Linked DNA regions of Macaca mulatta: region 2 is linked to region 1. Evidence: chromatin contacts called from public Hi-C data. All regions are on one chromosome and are shown on one strand. The core of a region is the stretch at or near the end of the contact, and the rest is flanking DNA. Distances in the headings are between cores, read along the strand shown. Region 1 holds the start of SNRPB2 (small nuclear ribonucleoprotein polypeptide B2). Region 2 holds the start of KIF16B (kinesin family member 16B).

Region 1 (7,651 bases), core at 1,523-4,022:
TTAATGCTTGTTGTGAAAATAATTCCACTCTAGATAAATTTCTTAATGTAATCACCATCTAGGGAGAGAAAGAAGATACAGATGAATTGCCATACATTTTGTGGCTCTATCTAACATAAATAAGACAAAATTTATCCACCAGTTTTATGATGCATTTTCCTTTATACATGGCTCCTCAAAACTACTGCAGCAGGATACCAAAAACATTTAATGAGAAATATAAAACAGGTGCAGATAAGGTAGAAAATATATGTGTATTCGGAGTCACTAAGAGACACCTCAGTTATCATCCTTACAATTTAGACATCTTGGCACAGTTTTATTCCCTACTGTTTGTAGTAATTTTTCTGCTACTCCGAAAATAAGCGAGTTTTATCATCTGCAGATGCATGACACTTGGATAGGGTGGTTATGGCACTGCCTTCTTGTTTCTCTCGATTAAAAAAAACCTGTTTCACAGGAAAGTAAATCATGATGCCTAACCCAAATATGAAAGAACAGACTGAGCAGAACTAACAAAACTCATTTGCCCTTCTAGTTTTAAAAAATGTGAGTTTTGGACATCTGATTCCTGATCTGACCCTCAAGAAGTGGATCTGGTTATAAAGTGATGATGTTTTACAGTACATGTGACCATAGTTTAGCTGCTATAATATCCTTAATATAGTTATATAACCAGGCTATGCAAGGTTTCTCACAAAACCAGAAAAGCTACTCGATCCCTATCATTCCCTTCCTGCACTGTTTTCAATTACTGGCTTCTCAGATCATTCAGGAAACCACTGAGAATCATTAACGGGTTACTGGAATGCACAGAGTGACTTCCCAAGGACAGTGCACTGGCTCTTTTCAGAAGAACCTGGAAAAGTGCATGCAGACCATTGCAGCTGAGTTGGCAATGGATGATTTGCTTCTCACAGTGTAATGTACAATAGCTGTAATTTAATTGTTAATAGAACATGATATGCAGTCTGTCTTCAGGCCTCTGTGTTTCCTGTGGTATTTTCTTCTAGGTTGGAGTGTCTTTGCATAATCACATCTTATTCTCTTTTAACAGTTATCAACTCTTGGCTAGATCCCCTTATATAATAAAGAGTATAGTTTATTCTCAGTAGTTTAGCCATCCTCATTATCAACAAATAGAACTAACTGTTGAGATGCTCATACTAATACGCAGAATAGCTTGTCCTTTGTTATTTAGAAATTGTTTACATTAAGTTTATATTCTCTTTTAATTTGTTAAAGATATAATTCTTTGACTGAGATAGGAATTTCTCATTTATTTCTTCTTATTTATTTATTTATTTATTTCAGAGATGAGATCTCACTGTGTTGCCCAGGATGATTTCAAACTCCTGGCCTCAACCAGTCCTATCTCAGCCTCCGCAAATGCTGGGATTACAGGTGTGAGCTACTACACTCAGCCATTTCTTGTAGTATTAGATCTATATAATAAAAGGATGTTTTTCTGTGATCCCTTAACATTTTCTACACTCATCTGCATGTTCAAAGCATATTTGTTTACTGTTGCCTAGTTTTCCATGTCAGTCATTCATTTATCCAATACATATTAATTATCAGTCACTATTCTCATTACTAAGGGTACTTGAGTGAACAGAGCAGACAAAATCCCCACCCTTAAGAAGCTTATATTATTTTCAAGTTGTTGCAACTTTAGGTGTTTTTTAAAAAATAAAAATTCCCAGCTGATAAAACTAACTTATTTGACAGCTACCTGCCTCACCAATATAACCAAGTTATAGCCAGAACTCAGAAATAACATTTTTGAGCCTCACCAATATAACCAAGTTATAGCCAGAATTCAGAAATAACATTTTTGAGCATTTATTTTGTGTCTGGTAATGTGCCAACCACTTTACATTTATTTTAGCTCATTTAATGCCTACAACAACTAGAAGGAGATACTATTAGGATCCCTATTTTACAGACGAAAAGAGTGAAGATCAGAGAGATTAGTTAAGCAGAGGGTACAAGATTAGGTTCCACTTGACTCTTAACAACCATTTCATATTCCAGGTGATGCTTTACAGACATCTGATGAATGGATGAATGAATGAAAGCATGGGAATTTTTTTGGGAATTCCCATTCAGCTTGGCATAAATACTAACTCGTTAGACTACCCTAGAAAAATCTAGACTTTTTGTGGGAAGAAAAGAGTGGGAAGGGTGGTAGGGAATTATTTTTTCGAGTGAGTTGAGGCAGATGATCTTACAGATGATTGGGTTCTACTCAGCATGGTTGCCTTATCTGGTGAGAGATGAGAATTGGGCAGACACCAGTTCTGTTTGCCCTGGGCCCTCAAACTGGGTAGCCTCTGAGATTCAAGTTCATCAGCAGAGTGTTGGAGGACAGTTCCTGCAGAGCCCCAGGAATCAGAGGAGACTTGGAGGCCGGAGGAACCGGCTATCCTAAAGGTGATTTTAAACCGGGGCAGCCAGAGCCCAAAGAAGGGCGAAACCAGGACTAACTGCCCCGTAGCATGAGAGGCAGAGCCTGTAAAATTACATAGGATTTGTAAAGGTGGAAGGCACTCTTGCGCGGGGCAAAGCTTCGCAAGGTCGTGGTAAGGGAAATGATTCACTCTTCTTCCCTATTCCCTCGCAGCATTGTCCCCACAAACCCCGTCCCTTTCCCCATTTCCATTTCCGGACTCTTCTCCTGCCCGCAGGGCATACGCACGCGCAAAGAGATTACCTACGGGCCGCCAGAGACCAGGAAGCATCGATCTGCTCTGCGCTCGGCTTGTAGACTTGTGGGCGCTCGATTGAGGAGCGTGGCAACGTTACTTCCGGTGCCTGGCTCCGTTTCCTGCTTTTGGTTCTTACGGGAGACTGCGTAGGCCTTAGGTGGGTTCGTGCACCTTTTACCTCGCTGTTTCGGTTTTCCTGGCTCCTCGGCCCTTCTCTCCCCTGTTGCAGCTGGGAGCGGACGAAGCGCGAAGCTGGGGTGGGGACGCGTTTGGCCCGGATTTGGATCTCGGAGTACCCGAGTAGGCTGGGGGCGAGGAAGAGATGGGAGACTGACTCAGGGGCCGGGCATCGCGTGGCAGCTCCCTCGGACTTCGTTAGGGGGCCTCGGGCGAAGGTGCTTGTGTCTGGAGAGGCGGGAGGCTTGCGCTTACGAAGTAAAGGATAATGTCCGTCTGCTTGTGCGAGGCGCTGACAGTTCACTGCGCTTTCAGGTGTCTTCCAGCGGTTTCCTTTTGGTAGTGGCGGGTAATTCAGGGTGCCCCTGTAACAGTCCAGCCCACGATCAAACCTCGCATGAAACCCCGCAAGAGCCTCCCCTTTGTCCCCCTACCTTCAGTTTGACCTCTGCCTCAGTCACTTCCCTTTCGTCGTCTCCTTTGTGACCCTTGCCGCTTCTCCAGATTTCGATTTAGGGGGTCCCAAGGCTTGGAGAAGCGTTATGTTTTACCTGTTACCTGCACAAGTGCAGCCCCTGCTTGTAGGCTCTTCCCTTGTCAATCATCCAATGCTATTCACGTACAGTGGATGCTCCGTAAATATTTGTGAGATAAAGAAATATGTGGGGCACACAAGGAAATCAAGCAGCTTCACAGTTTGCAAGTAAAAACCACGTTAAAAAAATGCAATAGTGTGGTGGACGAGGAAGAGAAGTGTAGAGGAGAAAGCAAGGGCTGAATTTCCAGGCTTGATGCTTATTAGCTGTGTGACCTTAGGCACGTTCCTTAACTGGTAATAGCTGTTAATAATAGCTACTTTAAGTGCTTACCGTTGATGCAAAACTGTGCTAGAACTCATTTAGTCTTCTGAGTTCGGTTGGGTAGGTTCTGTTACCATTCTCATTTTACTGATGAGGACCTGACAGATTAAGGAACTTCCCTCAGGCAAACAGCTAATAAGAAGCATAAATAGGATTTGAATTCACATATGGTTGGTACTAGAATCTGAGTTTAACGGTCATGCCACACTGTTGTCATTGAGCTCCCTTCTTTCAAGTCGGTTAGAGGTAACCTTGGAGTCCAGACAGCTTGGTGATACTGTATACAAATTAAGTAATAGGTATGGAAGGACTTTGTAAGTGCACCCAAGAAGTAGTTGGCAAACTCCATTAATGTCTAACCTTATGATTTTCACTGGATGTACATTTGCTACTTGGTCATTTTTCTTCAAATCTACATTTTAAATTATTGAGGAGGTGGAAAGAAAATATCACTTGTCATAAGTGAAAAGTAAGTGTGAAAATAAATGTGTTGAATTAAATGATGTTACTAAAATCTGGCTAGGTATTGGTGCTCCAAGTTTTGAGCATGAGAAACTCTTCTCCTTTTGTATGAAAAGGAGGGCTAGTAGGTGCTGGAGGTACACTAAAGGCTTCAGCCAAACTGACATCATCTAACAATTGGGATTGAAAGAGAAGTGAAAGGTTAATAATTCGTGTGTTGTGTCCTTATGCCACAGTCCAGTATAATTTACTCCTTCCTTTTTATAACAGATTTTTTACTGTCTCCTTCTGAAGAATTTAACACAAACATGGATATCAGACCAAATCATACAATTTATATCAACAATATGAATGACAAAATTAAAAAGGAAGGTAAGTGCTTTTAAAAATACTTGTTCACTACTAAAATGTGTTTATTTACTACTGTCTTAAAAATTGTATTGCCTCAAAACCTCTTACCTCGTCGTCTTAGTGCCTGAAATAATGGTTTATTCCATTACCTATAGGGATTTGAAGACTTTTAAAAAACAAAAATAGGTAGGAATTGACAGTGTGTACAGTCTGTTTCTACTCATAGATATAATGGTTTCATCTGACTTATAAAATTACATATAGCCAATGGGAATAGTATATGTTTTTATAAACATTAAATATATATAACTATAAATAAGTGAATGGTGGGGAGGCAACTCAATGCAGTATCATTTTATGAAGACTTTTGTCATTATCTTATTACCAATGACTTGTTTCTTTTCTAATTTGGACAGAATTGAAGAGATCCCTGTATGCCCTGTTTTCTCAATTCGGTCATGTGGTGGACATTGTGGCTTTAAAGACCATGAAGATGAGGGGGCAGGCCTTTGTCATATTTAAGGAACTGGGCTCATCCACGAATGCTTTGAGACAGTTACAAGGATTTCCATTTTATGGTAAACCAATGGTAAGCCAATTCTATTATTTCACTTTAATCAAGAAATTAATGATATTGATGGTACAGTAGATTTGTAAATATGCTTGAAACTGTGGCTGTTGCTTTCTGCTTTTAATTACGTGTGTTTGGGTTTATGTGTTTTTATAGAAAAACAATAGCAGTAGAGTTTAATTTATGACGGTTAAGATGGCTGAAAACAAAATACATTGAGATGTAGAATATTTAAAAAAATAATGGCAGTCTAGGCAATAGTCTTATCTCAAAAAGTTAGAAATTAATAATAACCTGGAAGACTTGAAAAGAAACCTGTTTGTAAACTTGTAAAACATTACAAAAGTCAGAAGCTAAAGGGGAAATTCAGTCTGAAGTTTTAGAAAATGCTATAGTGAAATACTATATGTCAGAAGCTACACAGTCTAGATGAAACAGTGATCTAAAGAAAAATGATAGGTTCAAACTCATAGGTTTTAGGAATAACAATGGAAATGAAATTGTTTGGAGAGTTTTAAACTCAGGAATGACATAATGAGATTCACATCTAGCTGCTGGATGAAGGTCGCATTGTGGGAGGGACAGAAAGGAAGTGGGAAACTCAGGAGGCCCTTGATGTAAATCAGAGATGTAGAGGATTAGATAAGGGTGACCACAGAGTGTGAAGCAAGGGATTCTCTATGTCTGAGGGAATATACCGTACCTTGGGTGTGGATTCCAAACTGCTTTTTTTCTGCGATTAGAATGTGATGTGAAGGAGTGTTGGACAAAAAACCAAAGGCCAGGGTTTAGAGGAGCTGGGTCTTCATTCTGGTTGTACTGTTAACTGGCTCTGTGCATGGGTCAGTTTTACCACCTCTGAAGTGTAAACAAAGTGGTTCTTTGGTCTAATGCAGGCATCAGCAAAAACTGTAAAGAAGTACCTAATACTTTAGGCTTTGTAGGCCATATGTGGTTTCTGTTACCTATTCTTTTATGTGCTTATGTTTTTTAACAACCCTTTAACATTATCAAAAAAAGTTCATGCAGGCCATGGGCAGGGTTTGGCTCAGACTGTGGTACAGACCACTGATCTAATCCCTTCATTTTACAGATGAATAACCAGGCACAGAAAGTTTAATTGTTCATCTAGGTTAAAGTAATATAACCAGCGGCAGCATCAGGAGTTGACAACTAATCTAACAACTAGTATTGTGATTTTTTTTTTTCCTGTATTACAGGTCAGCAAACTTTCCATAAAGGACCAGATAGTAAATATGTTACGCTTTGCAAGCCAGATAATCTGTGTTGCAACTACCACTTAACTCTGCTTTTATAGCAGGAAGAGCAGTCACAGATAAGAACAGACAGTGTTCGCTACAGACAGTAGTTTGAGGACCCCTGTTTGGTTGGTTGGTTGGTTGGTTTATTTATTTATTTATTATTATTATTTTTTTGAGACGGAGTCTTGCTCTGCCGCCCAGGCTGGAGTGCAGTGGCGCGATCTCAGCTCACTGCAAGCTCCACCTTTCGGGTTCACGCCAGTCTCCTACCTCAGCCTTCCAAGTAGCTGGGACTACAGACGCCTGCCACCATGCCTGGCTAATTTTTTGTATTTTTAGTAGAGATGGGGTTTCACCATGTTAGTCAGGATTGAGGACTGCTGTTTTATACCACGATGTTTAATTCAGGACTGAGCACCTTTTTTTCTGTTACTAGAGCAAGTTCTTCTCATCCTCTATCCAGCCCTTCTTTTCCCATCACTTCCCAGCTGACTAGACACCATTTTTGTGGAAAGGCTTATCCCAGGAAACTGTGGGATAGTATCTGTGTAATCTAATTTTTAGTAAATTGGTGTTGCCTGAAACCAGTGGGTCTCGCATGGTAGTATGAAGAAACACCATAATTGAGATCTCAGTTGGCAGTGGCACGGGGTCTGGGTTTTAGCTTACATCTAAAATTACCTTAACTTGAAAGTACAGTTTCTTCCCATAGAGGGTTTAGAGCTATTTTGCTAAGTGGAGATGACAAGTTTGCATGTGTCTGTTACTCAGATACAGGAAAGGAAATGTTTGCTGTGTTGGGCACCAGCTTCACCTTGCCAACTAATTATTTTTTAAAATTAGTGGGAAATGTGTATTAGATTGATTATTGTATTGAAGCATTTTGGGAGGTCCATTCTTTTCCTACGGAAAGATAACAGATACTGCCAAATCTCCAGCATCTTAGAAGAGGGGAAATAGAGTTTTTTGGGCTGTCTTGTTTATGTCTTATTGTGGTTTTAGTTGCTCTTCTGTTTTAACTCCAACATACCAGATCAGAAATGAACAAAATTTGCTATGACTTGGAACTCAGAACAGAATTACTCTCTCTGATTCAAGGACATTTAGTTAATGCCAAAAGTACCTTAGTAAAGTAGAACCGTCTTCCTAAGGGCTTCGTCATGAAAACTTTGGCATAAGTAAATCTTGCCCTTCTCTAAGTTGTGGTTAGACTTTTATCTCTAACAGATATTTAGTCTAGACTAGGGTTTCTCAACC
Region 2 (6,860 bases), core at 2,296-4,795, 160 kb before region 1:
TCCTTACTTTCCAATAACTCTGGGACTTGTTTCTCTGTAGGTTGCTTTCCCTTTGCCTGAGGCTCCACTACTCTAAAGATTACCATTAAAAAAATTATTAACAACTTCCTTCAATCCTCCTCACAACCAACTGAAACTTCTCCAGTGCCAATGAATTTTGTAGGTGACTTTTTAAAATTACCTAAATAAGCATTGCTGGGTCAATAATTAATTCTAAGTATTAATTATAAAACTACGCATGAGAAAAAAACAAACAGTAAAAAGAAAAAAATGCCTTTCACCTTTGCCAAATGGATTCATCATCAGTCCTCCTCTTTAGAGGTATCAGTGTTAGGTTTCTTATAAACCATTACATACAGATGAACCTGTGGGGGTGTGTGTGTGTGTATGTGTGTGTACATTTGTTAGCACACACATACACACAACTTTACTCCACTGTGGATATCTTGCTTTTCTCAATCCTCTACCTTGGAACTCTTTTAAGATCAACACCCTCTTTCTAAGAGTTGCATAACGTTCCACCAAATGATTTAGGCCGTAACTTAACAAATTTCCCAGTTTTGTATATTAAGGTCATTTATGATTTTTTGTTATAAACAATGATGCAAAAATCATCATCTTTACACATAGATCTTTGTACGCAGAAATATAATCCATATAATAAAAATTAGAAATTAGAAAAACTAGAAACTGTCAGATCAAAGAGTTTATAGATTTCCAATTTTTTTAAGGGAAGCATTTTTTGCGTAAGTATAAAGATTTCTAATCTTGACAGCTACTGTCAAATTTCCCAATATGAAAGTTTCAGATGTTTTGATCCTTTATGCTTCTGTGACCAATGCAGAGGTGTCTGTTTCATCACTCCTCTACCAGCAATTGATGCTCAGTTAACATTTATCAATCTCGCTGGCTAAAAAATGGCATTTTATCACTATTATAGCATGCATGTCTTTCCTTATAAATTAGGTCAAGTATATTCAGTTGCCAATTTATATATCTCTTTCCACTCACTGCCAACTTCTGAATCATTGACTCTCCTTGAAAGTACTGTTGGGAAGGTTATCAAGTAGCCTTGTCTTTGAGACCAAGGACACCATCTTATTCTCATCATCCTGGCAATATTTGACACTAACCACCACCACCTCCTTCAGGATGCTCTTCTCCCTTTCCTGCCATGACTATTTGCTGTGCTGGTTCTCCTCTATGGACTGCAAGTCAATCTTCTCCCTGAAATCCTAAAGAGGGGGATATCCCAATGTCCAATCCCTGGCTCCCTTTTCTTCTCACGTAACATCCTTAAATTGTGGTTTATGTGCAAAAGATTTCCAAATGTCGATCCTCAAATCACCTGAGACCTAACCCCGCGTTTTCAGCTTTCTGCTGGACACCTCTAGCAGAGGGATGGATGTCCTTCCCACACTTCAGATAATGAACAAGGTCAACATGCATGAAACACTTGCTCTGTGCTTGTACTTGACACGTATTGCATCTCATGTAACTCTCCACATCCAAGAGAGAACACACCAACTTCATTGTCCACCTTCCTCAATCTTTACTCACCTTCCTCAGCATCAAACCTCAGTTAATGATTCTACACTCGCATCTTTCCCCCTTCTTCCCATCCAGTGAGCTGCCAAATCCTGCCAATTCTGCCAGTGAATGGTCTTCGTGTAACTATCCTGCCTTCCCATTTCACCTCTGGCTCAGACTGCTGATCCCCTGCCTCTTACCTCAATCTTGACACCACCAGAGTTCTCTACTGAGAATATAAATAACATCACGTGAACCTGCCTCCTCAAAGCCCAAGGCCTCTGGACTTATTTCCTGCCATCCCTCCATGTCCCTGGGCTCCAGGCCTACACTGGCAAGGCACTGAACTCACAGTTCCTGTCCCAGCAGGCCCAATATTTCACAAGACTCATGCCAGTACATAATCCCTCTCTCACCAGATCACGGGCTCACCAGGTCTCATTCCCCTTGTACCCCAGAAAGCACCCAGCACAATGCTATGTGTTTGGTAGGTGCTTAACAAATACTTTCTAAAGTTACACAACACAATTTGCTAGCATATGCTCATATTATTCCAAAGGAGAAAAAGAACTTCCATATACATGAAAATCCATAATAAAGAAAAATCTTTGTGAAGTTTATCTTCTATGATTGAATGTACACAGAAACATAAATATTCCCTTAGAGCAAAAAAGTCAAACTCTTACTCTAAACCGCTTTAGAAATAACTCAAAAGTCACAAAAAGCAGACTCTAAAAACATTGGGTTTTAATTATTACAAACCAAAATAATGATTTCCTACTTGCCAAGAGAAGAAACAGATTCAGATGAGTCAAATAAGGTTCCGGAAATCTTTTGATTTTATGGTCTTCAGATGCCCCAATCAGGCGTCAGAACTACCAAACATTAACCTCCACAAGTTGATATGACAAAAGCAAAAAAGGCCTATGTTAAGTCAAATATCCACCAACTTGGCAGAGAAGTCAATAAAATCAAATAGCTCTGTGTGAACCTCGCCTATCACCTTTGAGGACACATCCCATTTAGGTCTACTTCATTCTTTAAAGTCAAACCAATTTAAAAAGTAACTTTTCCAAAGAATCTTTCTAAACTGATTAAAAGAGGTCATTGAAAAGGGAGCACACACTATTTTTCAGTGAATGAAGATAAGGATTCTGAAAAGCATTACTTTGTAGAAATACATAACAAGATTAAATTTTGTGTGTAACACTCTTCCTCTCAATATCAGAATATTTCAAACACGTGTAAAGCGTCCTTGACTTTTTTCTAGGAGTCAGGACTTTGTCAGAGTTGTCTCTGACATAAAGTTAGGGACTGCTAAGTTATGGATTAGACATTCACGGAATCAAAATCATCTCTAACTGAAAGATTAAAAAGTAGCATGGTTAATTGTTAAGAGAACTTCTGAGTTGGTAGAAATGAGGGGTTCGCCTGACAGCTCGTGGTGCCCCCGTCAGCACTCTCACCATCCCCCCAACTATTTTACATCTTCATGGTAATGTTCCCTTGATGCTTTTTTAAAGGGGGAACAGGAAAAGCTCAAGTTAATAGGGTGGAGAGAGTTAATAGAATCTTCTCCTTTACCACCAGGGTCCTCTCCAGGGCAATGTGAACGGGACAGCAGTGCACGAAGTCCTCCAGGCCCCCAGAGGCCACAGCTTGGGCCCGGTGGGCCAGGACCAGCCGGTGACACTTTTAAGTCCAGGCTGGCTTTGGGGGAGCTGGAAACAGGCTTCCTCTGGGTGGGCGCGCGACAAGGGGGCGGGGCGCGGGCGGCCCCACTCACCTGCGATTCATGGGCCGGACCCTCACGGCCACCTTGACCGATGCCATCGCTCATCCCGACCCAGCCCGCGCGGGGTCCCACCAGCCCAGAACTCCGCGGTCGCCGGCGACGCTGGCGACTCAGATCCCGGCTCCCGCCCACTTCCCTCTCGCCCCCGCCCCTCCGCTCCCGGCCGGACCTGGAGTTCCGCGGCGGCCCCACCTGCCAGGCCACTGAGCATGCCCAGAGCGGCTCCGGCCCGCGTGATCCGTGCGCCACGGTTTGGCGACGGCCGGGCGGCGCGGAGGGGCGGGGCCGCGGGGCCTGGGCGCCGCCTCCGGGACCCCCTAGTCTGGAAGGGCCACGTTGTGGACCGTGGCGCAGAGGTTATGGAGGGCGACCAGGGACGGATGGTTTCAGGAAAACTAGAACCCACCCTTACAGCCTGAAAAACTGGAGAGAAGAGGATCGCAGCAATTTAAAGCCAGCGGCAAGGATCACAGTCCTGGGGTCAGATGACCAAAGCCAGTTTTTCAGCCCTTAGCAAGGACCTGGCTTCACCCAGTCAAGCATGAGTTAACTCATCCATTTTACCCTCGAACAAACTGAGTCGCAGAGATGATCGCAGCTTGTTAGTGGCGAACTCCGCTAGGGCCTTCTCTGCTACCCTAAGGAGCTCCAAGCGGTTAATAGGGTGTTGGATGTTTTAAATGTGTGCGGGAATGTCGTTATATTGGCTAGAATCAAACCCTTATTTGAACTCGTTTTGCACTTTTGTTACACTTTAGTAATTTTTAGTTTTAATCATAAGGGAGTTAAAGGCGAAGACAACTGGTATCTTTTTTTTTTTTTTTTTTTTTTTGAGACAGTCTTGCTCTGTCACCCAGTCTGGAATGTAATAGTGCGATCTCGGCTCACTGCAACGTCCACCTCCCGGGTTCAAGCGATTCTCCTACCTCACCCTCCCGAGTAGCTGGGACTACAGGCATGTGCCACTACGCCCGGCTGATTTTTGTATTTTTAGTAGAGACGGGGTTTCACCATGTTGGCCAGGTTGGTCTCGAATTCCTGACCTCAAATGATCCGCCCGCCTCAGCCTCCCAAAGTGCTGGGATTACAGGCGTGAGCCACCGCGCCAGGCCGACAACTGGTATCCTAAGGCTTAGAGCCTCTGGTAGAAGTGAGCTCCACCTCCTTTCCTGTGTAGAAAGTAAATGCATTCATTCACTGAATCGAGCATGCATGAAATCGTTTACACACACCCAGAAGCCCACCTGTGAGCCACAGGAGCAGCCCCTCCAAGAAGCCAAGCTATAATGGGAGACTCAAGCAATGGAGGCGGAGCTCCTGTTTTTAAGTCCTAGCTCCAACACTAGCCTTGTCAGCCATCCATTTTGAATTACTGGGCGCCTCTGAGGCTTCTTGCCTCATCTGCAAATCAGGAACAACGGCATAGAGTTGGTGAACGCATCAAGTGGGATGATGTATGCAAATACGCAACCCACTTACACAAAGAATTATCTTCCCATAACCTTCCCTGGATCCCTAGGGCCAGCAGGGATCATAGCATCCCTTTGTTTCTAGAGCGCGGAAATCACTGGGTTTTCCCTGTCTGGAGCAGAGCTGGGTGCGAATTTGACCAAGGGTGGCAGGAACACCCGGAGCAGGATATTAAGGAGCTGGCGAGCGGGCCAAGCATGCGCAGTAGCGGGGGGTTGGTTTGAGAAGCCGCCAGGGAGCCAGCGCGGCGCCCTAGCTGCGGGTGGCAGGGGAGGGGCCCGCCTTATATGGGAGCTGCGTGGGGACAAACTGTGCGGGCCCAACGCGCGGAGCCGAGAGACTTCCACTCCTGCTCCGGGTCACTCCGGCCACTTGGGGGGCGTCGGCGCGCAGACGCTGGCCAGTTCAGTATTCAAACTTTTCAGGAGGAGTGCTAGCTTACTCATGACAGCGATTTTCTGTATCGGGGTTTCACTGGTCGGTAGTTTAGCAGGTTTTGCTCATTCATTCGTTAATGTAATTCCAACAACCTACATGTGTTTATAAGCCCCCTGTCCATCCACGACTTTGCCGTCTGACACAAAACGGACCATCGCCCACCGGCAGACGCTTTAGACAACAAACAGCATGCCTGGAGCTTTTCAATAGGAGGCAGTAAGGCTTGATCATCGCAGACGATATGGAACGGGGACTTTCTTAGCAGAAAACATTTCTATTAGAGCGTGAAGGAAGTTTCTGAAAGGGAAGATTATTATAAGATAAGGGGTTTGCTCATCTTCTCAAACTTTAGTGTGCCTACTTTGAAGTGCTTTGCAAACTTGAATGTTTAAAGGAATCACCTGGCGGTCTTGTGCAACTGCGGCTTCTTATGGGCAGGTCGGAGGGGAAGCCTGAGACGTGGCATTTCCAGCACGTTCGGGGAGTAAAGATGCTGCCCGCTGCCACCCTCCCTGCAAGGAGGCAGGGGATAGATGACCTCTACGCAAACTGTGAAAGCTTAAAATACTGATAGTGAAAAACAGTTACAGAAGCTCTAGGCCGGGCACGGTGGCTCATGCCTGTAATCCCAACACTTCGGGAGGCCAAGGAGGATGGATTGCCAGAACTCAGGAGTTCGAGACCAGCCTGGGCAACACGGTAAAACCCTGTCTCTACGACAAAACAAAACAAACAAAAAACAAGCCACTCATGGTGGCGTATGCTTGTAGTCCCAGCTACTCAGGAGGCTGAGGTGGGACAATCGCTTGAGCATGGGAGGCGGAGGTCGCAGTGAGCCAAGATGGCACCGCTGTACTCCAACCTGAGGGACAGAGACCCAGTCTCAAAAAAAAAAAAAAAAAAAAAAAAAAAAAAAAAAAAAAAACTCTAAATCCGGGGCCCAAAAGGTCAGTAATAGAATTTAGGGATCCATATCAGTCATGTACTGATGCATAAAAATAATTGCTAAAAATGTGGAGGCTTAAAACAAAAACCAGTTATTATTTCTCTCAATTCTGTGGGTTGCTGGTGTCACCTGTGCTTTGTGGCTGGGGTCTAGGCTCAGCTGGGGTGAGGAAAGGTTGATGCATTTTGCTTTTTCATCCTCAAAAAGTTTAGACCAGTTTCCAGGTTTCTGGCGGCAGCGAGACACGCCTCCAGGAGAGCAAGCCCTACGCACAAGCCTTTGTTGAACTTCCACTGACCAAAGGCAGTCACATGGCCACGCCCAGTCAATGTAGGAGGGGCCCCCCAAAGAAGGGGTGGGTACTCAGGCGAGTCACTAAATAACAAACCTACCTTAATATCACATTTCTTTCTAACATTTTGATAGTTATAGTTCAGTATAATTGATTTTCCTTGTAATCCCGTGTATTTTAATTTATGCATTTTAAAATGTTATTCTGAAAATGTTACTCTCACCAAACAACCCAAAGGGTCCACAGCATAAAAAAGGTTTAAGAATCTATGATTTTAAAATTCAATTGGATGAATAAAAGACATTTTTATTTTTATTTTGTGTGTGTATGTATATATATATATACTTTTTTTTTTTTTTTTTTTTGGAGACAGAGTTTTGCTCTTGTTG

The links. Hi-C and Micro-C count contacts between places; a contact is called where the count stands out from the background.
Region 2: a Hi-C map of liver shows a contact between it and region 1, with 5 times the contacts expected there. The contact joins the promoter of KIF16B here to the promoter of SNRPB2 in region 1. A contact is called at or near these places in 2 of 14 Hi-C or Micro-C datasets (cortical neurons and liver).

What each region holds. Positions count from the first base shown.
Region 1 is chr10:67,264,311-67,271,961 of T2T-MMU8v2.0, reverse strand. It overlaps SNRPB2 (small nuclear ribonucleoprotein polypeptide B2), which reads left to right and starts at 2,772. Exons shown (of 7, transcript NM_001260894.1): 1 at 2,772-2,868; 2 at 4,481-4,582; 3 at 4,978-5,150. The coding sequence starts at 4,519.
Region 2 is chr10:67,426,974-67,433,833 of T2T-MMU8v2.0, reverse strand. KIF16B (kinesin family member 16B) reads right to left here and starts at 3,545. Exons shown (of 25, transcript XM_077951180.1): 1 at 3,317-3,545. The coding sequence starts at 3,363.